2 separate regions of the Danio rerio genome follow, and region 1 is linked to region 2. A link is a contact called in public Hi-C data. All regions are on one chromosome and are shown on one strand. The core of a region is the stretch at or near the end of the contact, and the rest is flanking DNA. Distances in the headings are between cores, read along the strand shown.

Region 1 (7,022 bases), core at 2,881-5,380, 270 kb before region 2:
ATGTAGATTCCAGAAGCACCCGAACAGCACAAGGGTGAGCTATAATGTTGAGGTATTTTTGCAAAAGTAAACCTCAACCATTGACTCATCACACTTTCATCTTTGGGTAGAGAAAATAACACTAACTTTCCTTCACATTTCCAATTTCAAATTTGTGTGTCTAGCCTCTTTGTCTTTGCTACTATATATATAGTACTATATATATATATATATATATCACCATACCAAGTTTCTTGCCTTTTATTAGTGTTGCGATTCAAGTTAATCCACAGCGCCACGCACGGGCTTTGGTTAAAACGTCCTTTTATTGTAAGCTGAGTTCTTAGTAATTTTGCTGTAAAAAATACAATAAACATGGAATTGTAATTGTATTTTAATAAGAAACTGATTTCTAGTGACAGTTATAATTTTTTAAACTTTAAAATATTATTGAAAAGAGACAGCTGGAGACCCATATTTTTAGGTTAAAGAGCAACATGTGGCTTCCAAGCCATTGTGGTTCCCTACCACTACTTTAAGAAAATAGGAAAAAAAAGTTCCCCTTTTGTTTCCAGTGCAGCTATTTTTGACCTGAACACAAGAGTGATTAAAGGCTTATTTACAACAATGGAAGCAATGGCGTATTTATCACTTTGCTTGATTCCAGTTCACAATCTCTGGTGTGCAGCGCATTTAACGGCTGCGTGATGCAATAACCACGGGAGACATCATTTCGACAAACGCTGCTCTAAGCAAAGTGAGTGATGCTCTGAATGCTCTGATCCTGCTCGTTTCCATCATTCTGCAGGCAGAGGAAGCAGCTGGGTTCAGAAGAGCACAGAGGTCTCTTTGGGGAACCAGGGGAAAAAGATCCAGGCCTCTACACCCATCACAGTCCCACCGTGGAGGATCACTGATCAAAGCCAGACATGTGGAGCGGTGTGATGGGCAGAGGGAAATGAGCTGGGTTTGCATGTTACGGATGGGGGTGAATGATGATCCGCGTCAGGCCCTGAACGAAGAGGGGGTTGAAGGATGAGAGCATAGGGGTAACGCAGGGGCCTCAGTGCAACAATACAGGGACAAATGTTAGGAGACGGCTAGTAGTAATGGCTTTACCATGTGTTAAGCAAAAGGGCAATGGTGATTGATAGTGCAATCATTTTTTACAATAAACTATTCTATATAATTTAATGATGTGTGTACATTAATTATCTCAAATGTTTCCAACTATGTGTAAATTCACAGAAATTTGTGCAACACATGCTCATTTTGAAAACATAGCCCTATATACATGTCTAGAGATCACAAATTATGTAGTTAGAAGTACATTAAAACAAACACTATGGGGCGATATAGCACTGTTACGGTTTTTGCTTACCAACTGACTGCTTACCTCCGTATGGACGGAATTTTCACTGGTACCAGTTTGTCCGGTAGCTCGACATGTATGACAGCGGACTTGAGACGCAGAGTAAAGTTGACAATGCGGTTTGAGTCTGGTGAAGGACGGTTCCAGAACGCAGATAAGACAAAAATAAAAGACAAAAAATTAATAAAACAAGTAAATAACAGGGTGAGATTGTGGTAAAATCTTAAAACGAGGTAAAAATCATATCAAACACTGTTGATTGGGATTAGGGAAAAGGGTGGTCACTGGTCAATCGGTGCTTTTTAAAACACTATTGGTTGGGTTTAGGGAAGGGGGAGGGTGGGTCAGTCGATTAGTCTGTCATACAGTCAGAAGACAGTAAGTCAACAGCGACCTCGGGTGGATTTAAGTGAGAACAGCAGGTTCGAATAGCACTCGTGAGAGAAATTTGAGATCTAAAAAAGTGTACACAGCGCCCTCTGGTGATTTTCGCAAAAACAAAAACTTAAAAAAAACATAGCTCCTGAGACGTATTTTGTTCTCTCCTTAAATGTATATAGAGGTTTCATTATCAGAATGGGCCTGGGTTGAATTTGTGGTTCTTTATCTTTATTATTTCCACTGGCAGTGAAGGTGAATTGGACAACTCCCATGGTTCCGTGCTCTTTCACAGCTTCACTAAGCTACAGTATGTCTTTGTTATTGTATTGATCCAACAACCTACAGCAAGGAATATAACATTTTAACAAACTTGAGGATTTTTGCACTAAAGGAGCTTTTTTTACCGATTGTACAGCTACTAGCAAATGTAGAAAGCTTTTTTGCATCTTCATACCACACAAACTGAGGAAGATATTAGTTCTAGAAATGCCATTTGGGGGAAATAAATTGGCTACTTCAGAGGATCTAACTTCACACAATATAGGAACTACAGTACCGCTAATTGTTTAAATGCATGTCATTTGAATCTTTTCATCATTTGAATAGAACATTCTAATTAAGATTCAGTTAACATTTTAAGAGGGCGAGGCAGTGGCGCAGTATACTGTAACCTCACAGCAAGAAGGTGGCGTTGGCGTTTCTGTGTGGAGTTTGCATGTTCTCCCTGCTTTCGCGTGGATTTCCTCCGGGTGCTCCGGTTTCCCCCACAGTCCAAAAACATGTGGTACAGGTGAATTGGGTAGGCTAAATTGTCTGTAGTGTATGAGTGTGTGTGTGAATGTGTGTGTGGATGTTTCCCAGAGATGGGTTGCAGCTGGAAGGGCATCCACTGCATAAAAACTTGCTGGATAAGTTGGCGATTCATTCCGCTGGGGCGACCCCGAATCAATAAAGGGATTAAGCCGACAAGAAAATGAATGAATGAATTAACATTTTAAGAACATTATTATAACATGGGACTGAAATGGTCATTCATTCATTTTCTTGTCGGCTTAGTCCTTTTATTAATCCAAGGTCGCCTTAGCGGAATGAACCGCCAACTTATCAAGCAAGTTTTTACGCAGCGGATGCTCTTCCAGCCGCAACCCATCTCTGGGAAAGGACTGGAATGTTCTTTTTTTTAAATAGCATTCTTTAATTTTTTATACTTATTTTTAGTATTTTTGCCTTTATTATGGTTGGACAGTACACTGAGTAAGAAAAGTCGAGACTCAGTTTCGGTATGCTATATGTTATAAACATTATAATAACATTCTTATAACCAAACAATAATGTTAATACATCTTTAAAATTTGTATGATTTAAATCCTCTTTAAGATTTCCACTATAACCTTTTAAATAGAATTTTGATTCTTAAAACATTAATGTAATGTGAATGTGAATACGAAGCTTCAAATGACACTTGATAACATCAATTTAGCATGAAACAAACTTTATAATTTATGACTTTATAAAAACAAAAATAATTTCAACTCTGTGCATCACCTAAAAACTGTTTTGAATATTCTAAAACATGTTAAAATAATATTTTTATAACTTAATTTGAATAAATAACCTCTTTACACATTTCTGGAAACCGACAAATTGATTTGAAATGGATTTTACCACATTTTACCACATCCTCACCCCGCTATTTACTTTATTTTATTTTTTGAATTCTGTTTTTGTCTTTTTTTTTAAATCGTTCTTCTCCAGACTCAAACCCTATGGTCATGGTCATCTCCTCTATGCATCTCAAGTCCGCTGACATACATGGCGAGCTAACTGGAAAAAACTGGTAACAGCCGGATAGCTGTCCATATAAAGGTAAGTGGTCAGCTGTTAAGCGTGAAAAGAAACGTCATCATACCGTCCCGTAGCGTTCGTTTAAAATATTAAATGCAGCCATATGATCTTCTGGCTACATAATTCACTATCTTTAGAAATGTAAATAGAGCTACGTTTTCAGAATGAGCCTACTGTATGTTGCAACCTATTGCAACAAGCTTTTTGGCATGTTTATATCACAGGAACTGGGAATGATTTTAGTAGAAATGCCATTTGATGGGAACTAAACTGGCTCCTACGTCATTTACAGGGGTGAAAATGACATATGAAACATTGGTATATTATTATAAAAGCATTACATGGCATAAACAGAAAGCTAATGTTAGCCACATGTACCTGTTTCCTTTTTGTCTGTTTGTCCAAACAATGGAAGATTTTTTGGGGAAAACTTATTTACTGATGTTCTTTTTTGTTACACTTGAGGATTATATGGAGAACGCTGCTGGAGGAAGGCAGAGGGACGGTCTCCTGATAAATGCGGCGGACTGAACAGCCCTCACATGCCTGAGCAGGAAATGAGAAACAGGTGCACAGATGAAAGAGGAGATTCTACAGAGGGCCCCCCAAAAAAGAGGAGGCCTCAACCCTGCTTCGCCTTCCTCTTTCCCTCACAAACACACACGTCTCCCTGAAAGACGGCTGTGCGAAATCACCTGTCATACACACTAAGTCTCTCTTGCTGAGCCGACATGTAACTTGAGAATATTGAATGTTGCCCCATACAGTATATTGGTCTTTTTATATTGGAGTTTTTACCAAGGGAAAACTTTTCTGTCTCCTCTTGCTATCTTCTCTACCTGCGTTGGCCATATTATATGTTTGACTCAAGCCATATGTGCTATGATTTGGACTGCTCGAGGCAGAGTCGTACTTTAAGTTTAAATGATCCGTCCTAAATCATTACTTCCTGTAAAGCCAGAGTCTCCTACTGAATAGTTAGGAGTCATGTTAAGCCTTATCTCGTTAGTTGATTGTTGTGAGTTATGAAAGGTCTTTACAAGAACCACATGAAATTTGATAATATCCACACAGTCAGTTTGATCGTGCTGAGGCAACGATTTTGAATATGTTTTTAGCAATTTTAGAGAAGATAATGTTACTTTTTATATTTGCAGAGGTACATCCAGTGTAATCTTATTTTATCTCTATTGAATAAAAATGGCTAATGTTTGTAGGTTTAGGGGTGAGCAAAGCACAGAGGGTTAGAAACATTTCCACACATGCTATTTTATAGAATGTATCGTATGTACTTGCTGCCATATTAACAACAACAACATCAAAAAATTCAGTATTTCATGTTTATTTAAAAGTAATTTAGACAAACTGGAGTGAGTCTGTTGTTTATAAGGTTTAAACAGTTCTTTCACTTTTGTGTAAATGAAAAAATTTATTATTTTATTATTAACTATGGGCGTCATGTTGGCGCAGTGTGTAGCACGATCACCTCACAGCAAGAAGGTCGCTGGTCCAAGTCCTGGCTGGGTCAGTTGGCATTTCTGTGTGGCGTTTGCATGTTCTCCCTGTGTTCGCATGGGTTTCCTCCTGGTGCTCCGATTTCCCCTACAGTCCAAAGACATGTACTTTATTGTATTGTAATGATTTTTGGCATAAAAGAAAAATTATAATAATAAATAAATGTCTACACTGTGGCTCAGTGGTTAGCACTGTCACCTCACAGCAAGAAGGTCACTGGTTTGAGTCCCGGCTGGGTCAGTTGGCATCTCTGTGTGCATGTTCTCCCTGTGTTAATGTGGATTTCATCCGAGTGCTCTGGTTTCCCCCACAGTCCAAACACATGCACTATAGTTGAATTCGATAGACTAAACTGACTGAAGTGTATGTTAGTGAATGAGAGTGTATGGGTGTTTCCCTGTTATAGGTTGCTACTGGAAGGGCATCTGCTGCGGTTTACATATGCTGGAATAGTTGGTGGTTCATTCGACTGTAGCAACCCCTGATTAATAAAGGGACTAAACCTAAAAAAAAATTCATTCATTCTATTGTCGGCTTAGTCCCTTTATCAATCCGGGGTCGCCACAGCAGAACGAACCGCCAACTCATCCAGCAAGTTTTTACGCAGCGGATGCCCTTCCAGCCGCTACCCATCCCTGGGAAACATCCACAAACACATTCACACACACACTCATACACTATGGACAATTTAGCCTACCCAATTCACCTGTAACGCATGTCTTTGGACTGTAGGGGAAACCATAGCACCCAGAGAAAACCCAAGCAAAGGCAGGGAGAACATGCAAACTCCACACAGAAACACCAACTGAGCCGAGGTTCGAACCAGTGACCCAGCAACCTTCTTGCTGTGAGGCGACAGCACTACCTACTGCGCCACTGCCTCGCCCCTAAAAGAAAACGAATGAATTAATTAGATATTGATATTAAATAGTATTTGATATTATTTGATATTAAATAATACTTAAATCTCTCACCTATCTCCTTCTCTCACCCACACATTGCATATAGATATTTTACTTTTTTTTTTTTTTGTAAGGGCGACGGAGTGGTGCAGTAGGTAGTGCTGTTGCCTCGCAGCAAGAGGGTTGCTGGTTTGAGCCTCGGCTGGGTCAGTTGGCGTTTCTGTGTGGTGATTGCATGTTCTCCCTGCGTTCATGTGGGTTGCCTTCGGGTGCTCTGGTTTCCCCCACAGATTTTTCCAAGAGATGGGTTGCGGCTGGAAGGGCTTCCGCTGCATAAAAACATGCTATATAAGTTGGTGGTGATTCCACTGTGGCGACCCCGGATTATTAAAAGGACTAAGCCGAAAAAGAAAATGAATGAATGAATAAGTCGTAAATTTATCAAATATTCTTAGATGGTTTTATATTGTATGTATATCAGGTCTCATTATACAAAAAGCTACATACAATAAAACTATAGTTTTGGAACATTAGAAAACTTATATTTATCTTGTAATGCATTTTTTCCCTTTGTTTTGTTGTGCTAAAAATGTGATCGGTGAATGTTTTTTTTTGTGTGAATATTACATAGTAAATGACCTGTAATAAATTCGGATGATGAAAAGTTTTTTCAGCAACAAAATGAAATGAAAAGGATTTTCAGCAACAAAAGCTCATGTGCAAACCAGTTTCCTCTAGAGAAGTTGAAGCGTTGTTCTGTTCTGTCCACCTCATTATTTTCACATTTGGAATGCACATCTGCGGTTGATATGACATTTAGACATGATTAAAGCTGGGGTGGTATGAGCAGTACTTCCCTCATGCTCCAGTGACCCGCAATGCTCAAGAACTCCATCCAAACTTGTAAACCTCCGGTCCAAACCCTCTTTTGCCTGAGCTCTGGGCTTTTATGAGGTTGTCAGGTGGTGTGTGCGCTGTGTGAGAACAGGATTGTGCCAGTACAGGGATTGAATCGAGCACAAAACAGT
Region 2 (6,096 bases), core at 3,497-5,996:
GCCTGTAGTTGTTCAGTAGGTCCACGGTATGAAGAGAAAAGATGCAAGCCTTAAGATGTCACAACATATGAAACACAAATATTTAATAATCAAAAACAAATATTAGAAATCAAAAAGAGTTCAATAGCAAAAAAAATAAATAAAAATTCTGTGAACAAAAATGTTAAATTAACTATTTATTTAACACCCTTTTAAATATTAAGAGGTTGAATAACCATTGTACAGAGATGATGGCAATTTTACTGGCCATATTCGCTATCAAACATTGTTTACTTCTCAAAGTCAGTTTAATGGGGAAGGGATTGATCGAATAGGTCTAATTGAAGGAAGATTTGCTAAGAAATTTTATCCTTCTTTGTAAAAGTATTTTGTAGTTTTTTTAAAACACAAAATACTATATTTTATTTTGATACATGTTGTGGCTGCAGTATTTTGTAGTATACACCTGAAGTTAAGGTATTTACTATTTTATTTTAAAATATATTTCAATGTATTTTTGCTTAACCCTGTTTAAATTAAAAAAACATGTTTAAATAGTAATTTTTAATGGAAATATATCAGTATTTTCACAAAAATATCAAGTAGCACAAATGTTTTCTATATTTATAATAATAAAAGTGTTTATTGAGCAACAAAATCTGAGTATTTGAATTATTTTTGGACAATCATGTGCTATTTAACATAAATGAACAAATTAAATAGAATAAAAAGGTTAAAAATAGATCATATTATTTTAAGATTTTGCAGTGATGCCAAAGAAAATTAGTTTTCATAGATCTTATCAATTAACGTTTTAATCCTTATTTATTTATTTATTTATTTATATATATTTTTTTTATTTATTTATTTATTTTTGCTTAGTGTAAAGATCATTTTAACACCATTTGAAGACCATTATGAGCTTTCCTTGTAATGGAATGTGTAATGGAATAGATTCCTTAGATAAATCTTCACAGAACATTAATGTTCATAAATAACCTTAATTTTTTAAAAGTGTGTAGACAATGTATATTGGACAAACTGCACAGAAAAAGGAATAACCAAAATATCCGCAAAACTTTCAATAACTGATTTTTTCAATAAAAATAAGTAAGCATTTAAATTTAAAATACTGAAAATAAGATAAAAAATCATATAAAGTAATGTTTGCTGACCTTAACGTGAAGTCTTTAGCCCTATTTTACTAATGAGGAGTTTTAATAATTCCAGTGTGGGTTAAAAACCTCCAGGATTACAGGCTGTTTCTGCTTCCTGCACACAGACTAAAGTTTGAGAGAAAAAGCGAGGCTGTGCTTCGCGGGTGCAGGCAGGTTAATGGTAACTATCCTCACATTCTGCCCTCATCAGCCCATTACGCCCTGCAGGTGGTAAGACCAGGGTTCTGCTCACCGTCACAAAGCATGATCTCATAGAGTAATAAAACGATTCACCACGTAACACAAGGCACATGGAGATGTGGTTATGAAGGCCTGCGCTGTGGTTCAGAGGAATCCAGAGCAAAGTGAAGACATATTTACTCTACAGTAAACTCACAGACGCTGAGTTTAAACCTCTAACAGATCTGAGAATGTTAGAGCATAAGAGCCAATCTCTTCACAACAAGGTTCCATTTATTAACAGTATTTCACTGTAACTTACCTTTGATTCATTTACAAAAGGTTTAGTTCAGCCAGAAATGAAAAGCCTGTTATTAATTACTCGCCCTCATGCTGTTAAAACCCTCTGAGATGTTTTCTGAATACAAACTAAAATTGTAAATGAATTGGTAAATATGGACCCCTATCAAAGGCATATGATGTCCATGTTATATGAAGTGATTCAAAGAACTGCCTCCCCATGCCTATAGGTCTTATAAAGCAAAAGTGGGAAGAGGAACTGGGACTAGAAATTACACATGGTCTTCTACAGTTTAGGGTGTTTCATAGGCTTCACATATTTATATGTGAAGATGTGGTTTGGAGCCAGCAGATCGGAGTCATATGTTCTGGGGATGCCCTAGATTAGGTACATTTTGGACCGATATCTTTAAATCATTAACATCTATATGTAAAAGATATGGATCCTAACCTTTTGACTACAATTTTTGGTGCAGTGCTAGAAAAAATGCACCTATCAGCTAATCATGCAATCTCTGCCTTCTCTTCATTATTGGCCATGCCAGATGCCTGATTCTTCTATGGTGGAAAAAAGCAAACCCACCATCCCACAAACCCTGATTTTAGAAGTGTTATCACATCTTAAACTCAAGCACCTTAAATACACCATCTGAGGCTTAACAAAAAAGTTAAGTTAAATTACAAGTTGAGTTAAATTACAGAAATCTACCTAAACATAAAATTTAAGCAAACTTCTGTAATTTAACGTCTGTTATTCAATGGTAAATTTCTGTAATTTAACATTTGTTATTCTGTGGTAAATTTCTGTAATTTAATATCTGTTATTCTATGGTAAATTTATGTATTTAATGTATGTTATGCTATAGCAAATTTCTGTAATTTAATGTATGCTATTCTACAGTAAACTTCTGTAATTTAATGTCTGCTATTCTACAGTAAATTTATGTAATTTAATATATTTTATTCTACAGTAAATTTCTGTAATTTAATGTCTGATATTCTACAGTAAATTTCTGTATTTTAACGTCTGTTATTCTACAGAAAACTTCTGTAATGTAACATCTGTTATTTTATGGTCATTTTCTATAATTTAGCATTTGTTATTCTGCAGCAAATGTCTGTAATTTAACGTCTGTTATTCTCTGGTAAATTTCTGTAATTTAACCTCTGTTATTCTATGGTAAATTTCTGTAATTTAACGCATGTTGTTCTACGATAAATTTCTGTAATTTAGCTCCTGTTATGCTATGGTAAATATTTGTAATTTAACGTCTGTTATTCTACGGTAAATTTCTGCAATTTAACATTTGTTGTTCTACGGTAAATTTCTGTAATTTAACATCTGTTATTCTGTGGTAAATTACTGTAATTTAACGTCTGTTATTCTATGGTAAATTTCTGTTATTTAACGTCTGTTATTGTTAAGTAAATTTCTGTAACTTAACATCTGTTATTCTATGGTACATTTTTATAATTTAACGTATATTATTCTATGGTAAATTTCTGTAATTTAACATCTGTTATACTGTAGTAAATTACTGTGATTTAACATATGTTATTCTGTGGTAATTTAACATCTGTTATGCTATGGTAAATTTCTGTAATTTAACGTCTATTATTTTATTGTAAATTTATGTAATTTAACGTCTGTTATTCTAAAGCAAATTTCTGTAATTTAGCGTCTGTTATTCTACAGCAAATTTCTGTAATTTAACGTCTGTTATGCTACAACAAATTTCTGTAATTTAGCATCTTTTATGCTATGGTAATTTTTTGTAATTTAGCATCTGTTATTCTACGGCAATTTTTTGTAATTTAACATCTGTTATTTTACAGCAAATTTCTGTAATTTAATGTCTGTTATTCTATGTTAAATTTCTGTAATTTAACACCTGTTGTTCTACGGTACATTTCTGTAATTTAGCTCCTGTTATGCTATGGTAAATATCTGTAATTTAACGTCTGTTATTCTACGGTAAATTTCTGTAATTTAGCGTGTGTTATTCTATGGTAAATTTCTTTAATTTATCATCTGTTATTCTACAGTAAATTTCTGTAATTTAACGTCTGTTGTTCTATGGTAATTTTCTGTAATTTAGCATCTATTCCACAGCAAATTTCTGTAATTTAGCGTCTGTTATGCTATGGTAAATTTCTGTACTTTAACGTGTTATTTTATGGTCATTTTCTGTAATTTAACAGCCGTATTTTAATGCTGCCAGAAAAATAACATAAATTTATGTATTTTTTTACAGTGTGTTAAAAATGTTGTTCAATATGTGTGTTGTGAGAAAATTAAATACTATACAAAATCAATAAAAATATTGGATAAAAGATTGATGAAATCAGAGACCATCTTTGGAATCCAAATGAAGATATTTCAGAAAAAATCCGAGAGCTCTCTTATCCTCCATAGCCAGCAGTTGTCCCAAGACATTCAACAGTTTGGTGTGCCAAAAAAAACTGTAAATATGACTTTGTTTGCCGTTGTCTTCTCTTCCGTGTCAGTTTTTTATGGTACAAGTATACTACTGGCAGCACAATGTATTTCCAGCACAACATTCAAGCATTGTATTGCCTGTAGTAAACGCGCACCCTGACCTAAGACATACAACATTAGCAAAACATTACCAAAGATGTTTTTTTGCTTTATCAGCAGCTCACAAAAGTGTTCATGGAGCTTTATAAGGTTACATTTGAACCACTAAAAATAACATAGAATGTTTTAAATATGTTGTTCAAACATGTTACAATGTTGGAAACCGGTAACCATTGGGTTTCATATTTGTTTTTTATACAATGGCTGTCAATTTTTACAGGTTTCCAACATTCTTCAAAATATCTTAATTTGTGTTCAACAGAACAAAGAACTCAAACTGGTTTCAAACAAGTGAAGAGTGAGTAAATGATGACCATTTTGGGGTGAACTATCTCTGTTAGCATTAACAAAATGAGACCTAAATCTACAGTTTTCCCCAATATGCTGATCCCAAACATGTTTGTTAGACACAATAACACCTGCTGTCACACACCACGCAATAACCTCACCCCCCCCACCCCACCCCACTCTCCACCTTTCTTTCAATGTCTCGTATGTTTTTGTTTCTCAAACTGTCACGGTATCCTGTCACATTACTTAAGGACATCCTGCAGGTCTTTTAGTCATACATTTGAACAATTTCTCCCGTCAGTTTGATTGATGGAGGGGTTTTCTGTAAAGGAAGCAAAAATCTGCTTCTCGCGGCTCAGTCAATAACACTATAATTAGGGATGTACTATCCTGAGCATATGACAGGATGAGTCCCTGGCTCAAGTTATTCACAAAAGCTCTCATTTAGCATTTGTTTGTATTTTTGGCAGGTTTAGCAAAGGTAGTCAGAGTTGCTGGTCTGACCAGGAGGGGGTAATTGCTTGGTTGCAACCAAGGCAACATGAAAACAGTGCTGTAGAGAGGAGCTGTGAAGAACCTGGCAACAGAAAAAACTCAGCAAACACAGACATTCACAACATGGGACGAAATTGCTCTATAGCATGTAAAAAGCAGCGGGTGGGGATGCTGAGCGAACAAGCAAATGCATTCTGAATTAAAGCAAAATGCTCAATGAGGAGACGAGCCCTGCGACACAATCAACAACAGTGAGTATAAATGTGTTGAACAACTGTGGAAAATGCTGACTCCGCTTTGCTTAATTTATGCTGTTTCAGGTTCTTTGAAACTAAGAAACAAAAAACACTACAATGCAATAATTTTAAAGTAATAACAAACATGATTTATTTTAGTTTCCCAAAAAAGCCTTTCCATTGACAGTATATTACCTTTCGGTTTTCACTCTTAAATGTATGGCTTTTTTGGTGGTGATGGTCCCACAAAGAATATTTTTACACCTATGGAATCTTTTATTTTATTAAAAGGTTCTTTACACTTTTAATAAACAGACCCGTAGCCTGGGGAGGTTGGGTGGTTCGAAAGACCCACTCCCCCACTGACAAAGGTTCAGAATTTGTCCCATACATGGGCTCATTTGTTCAATTTTGACTGCTAAGCCATTAGATTGTGAAAATAACCCATCAAAAGCTTTAGGACCTAGTGGAATCGGATGGAAGTGAGGTCATCTTACTGACCCTAAAAGAAAAAAATGACCAATTTTTAATAGTAAGGCTGTTGCTGTTATTCTTGAATTTTCAAATGTACTTCATTTACAAAAGAGTAATTAAAAATCGTTTAGCGCTACATTACTATTATTATTATTATTATTATTATTATTATTATTATTATTATTATTATTATTATTATTATTACTATTATTATTATTATTCATTAATTTATTCATTTATTCATTTTCTTGTCGGCTTAGTCCCTTTATTAATCCGGGGTCGCCACAGCGGAATGAACCGCCAACCTAGTTTTTTACGCAGCGGATGCCCTTCCAGCTGCAACCCATCTTTGGGAAACATCCACACACACATTTACACACACAGT

What was found. A called contact is a pair of places that touch in the nucleus more often than the background predicts.
Region 1: a contact with region 2 is called in a Hi-C map of embryo, with 2.5 times the contacts expected there. The contact joins the enhancer-like site here to the promoter of zmp:0000000979 in region 2. A contact is called at or near these places in 2 of 18 Hi-C or Micro-C datasets (caudal fin and embryo).

What each region holds. Positions count from the first base shown.
Region 1 is chr9:13,759,944-13,766,965 of GRCz12tu, reverse strand. No RefSeq gene overlaps it. Among named protein-coding and RNA genes, the nearest start is that of als2a, 12 kb to the left of the region's middle. Within about 2 kb of position 4,130, at least 12 of the 62 cell types and tissues checked have an H3K27ac peak or open chromatin away from gene starts, as enhancers often do.
Region 2 is chr9:13,488,419-13,494,514 of GRCz12tu, reverse strand. zmp:0000000979 reads left to right here and starts at 4,746. Exons shown (of 29, transcript XM_068223562.2): 1 at 4,746-5,252.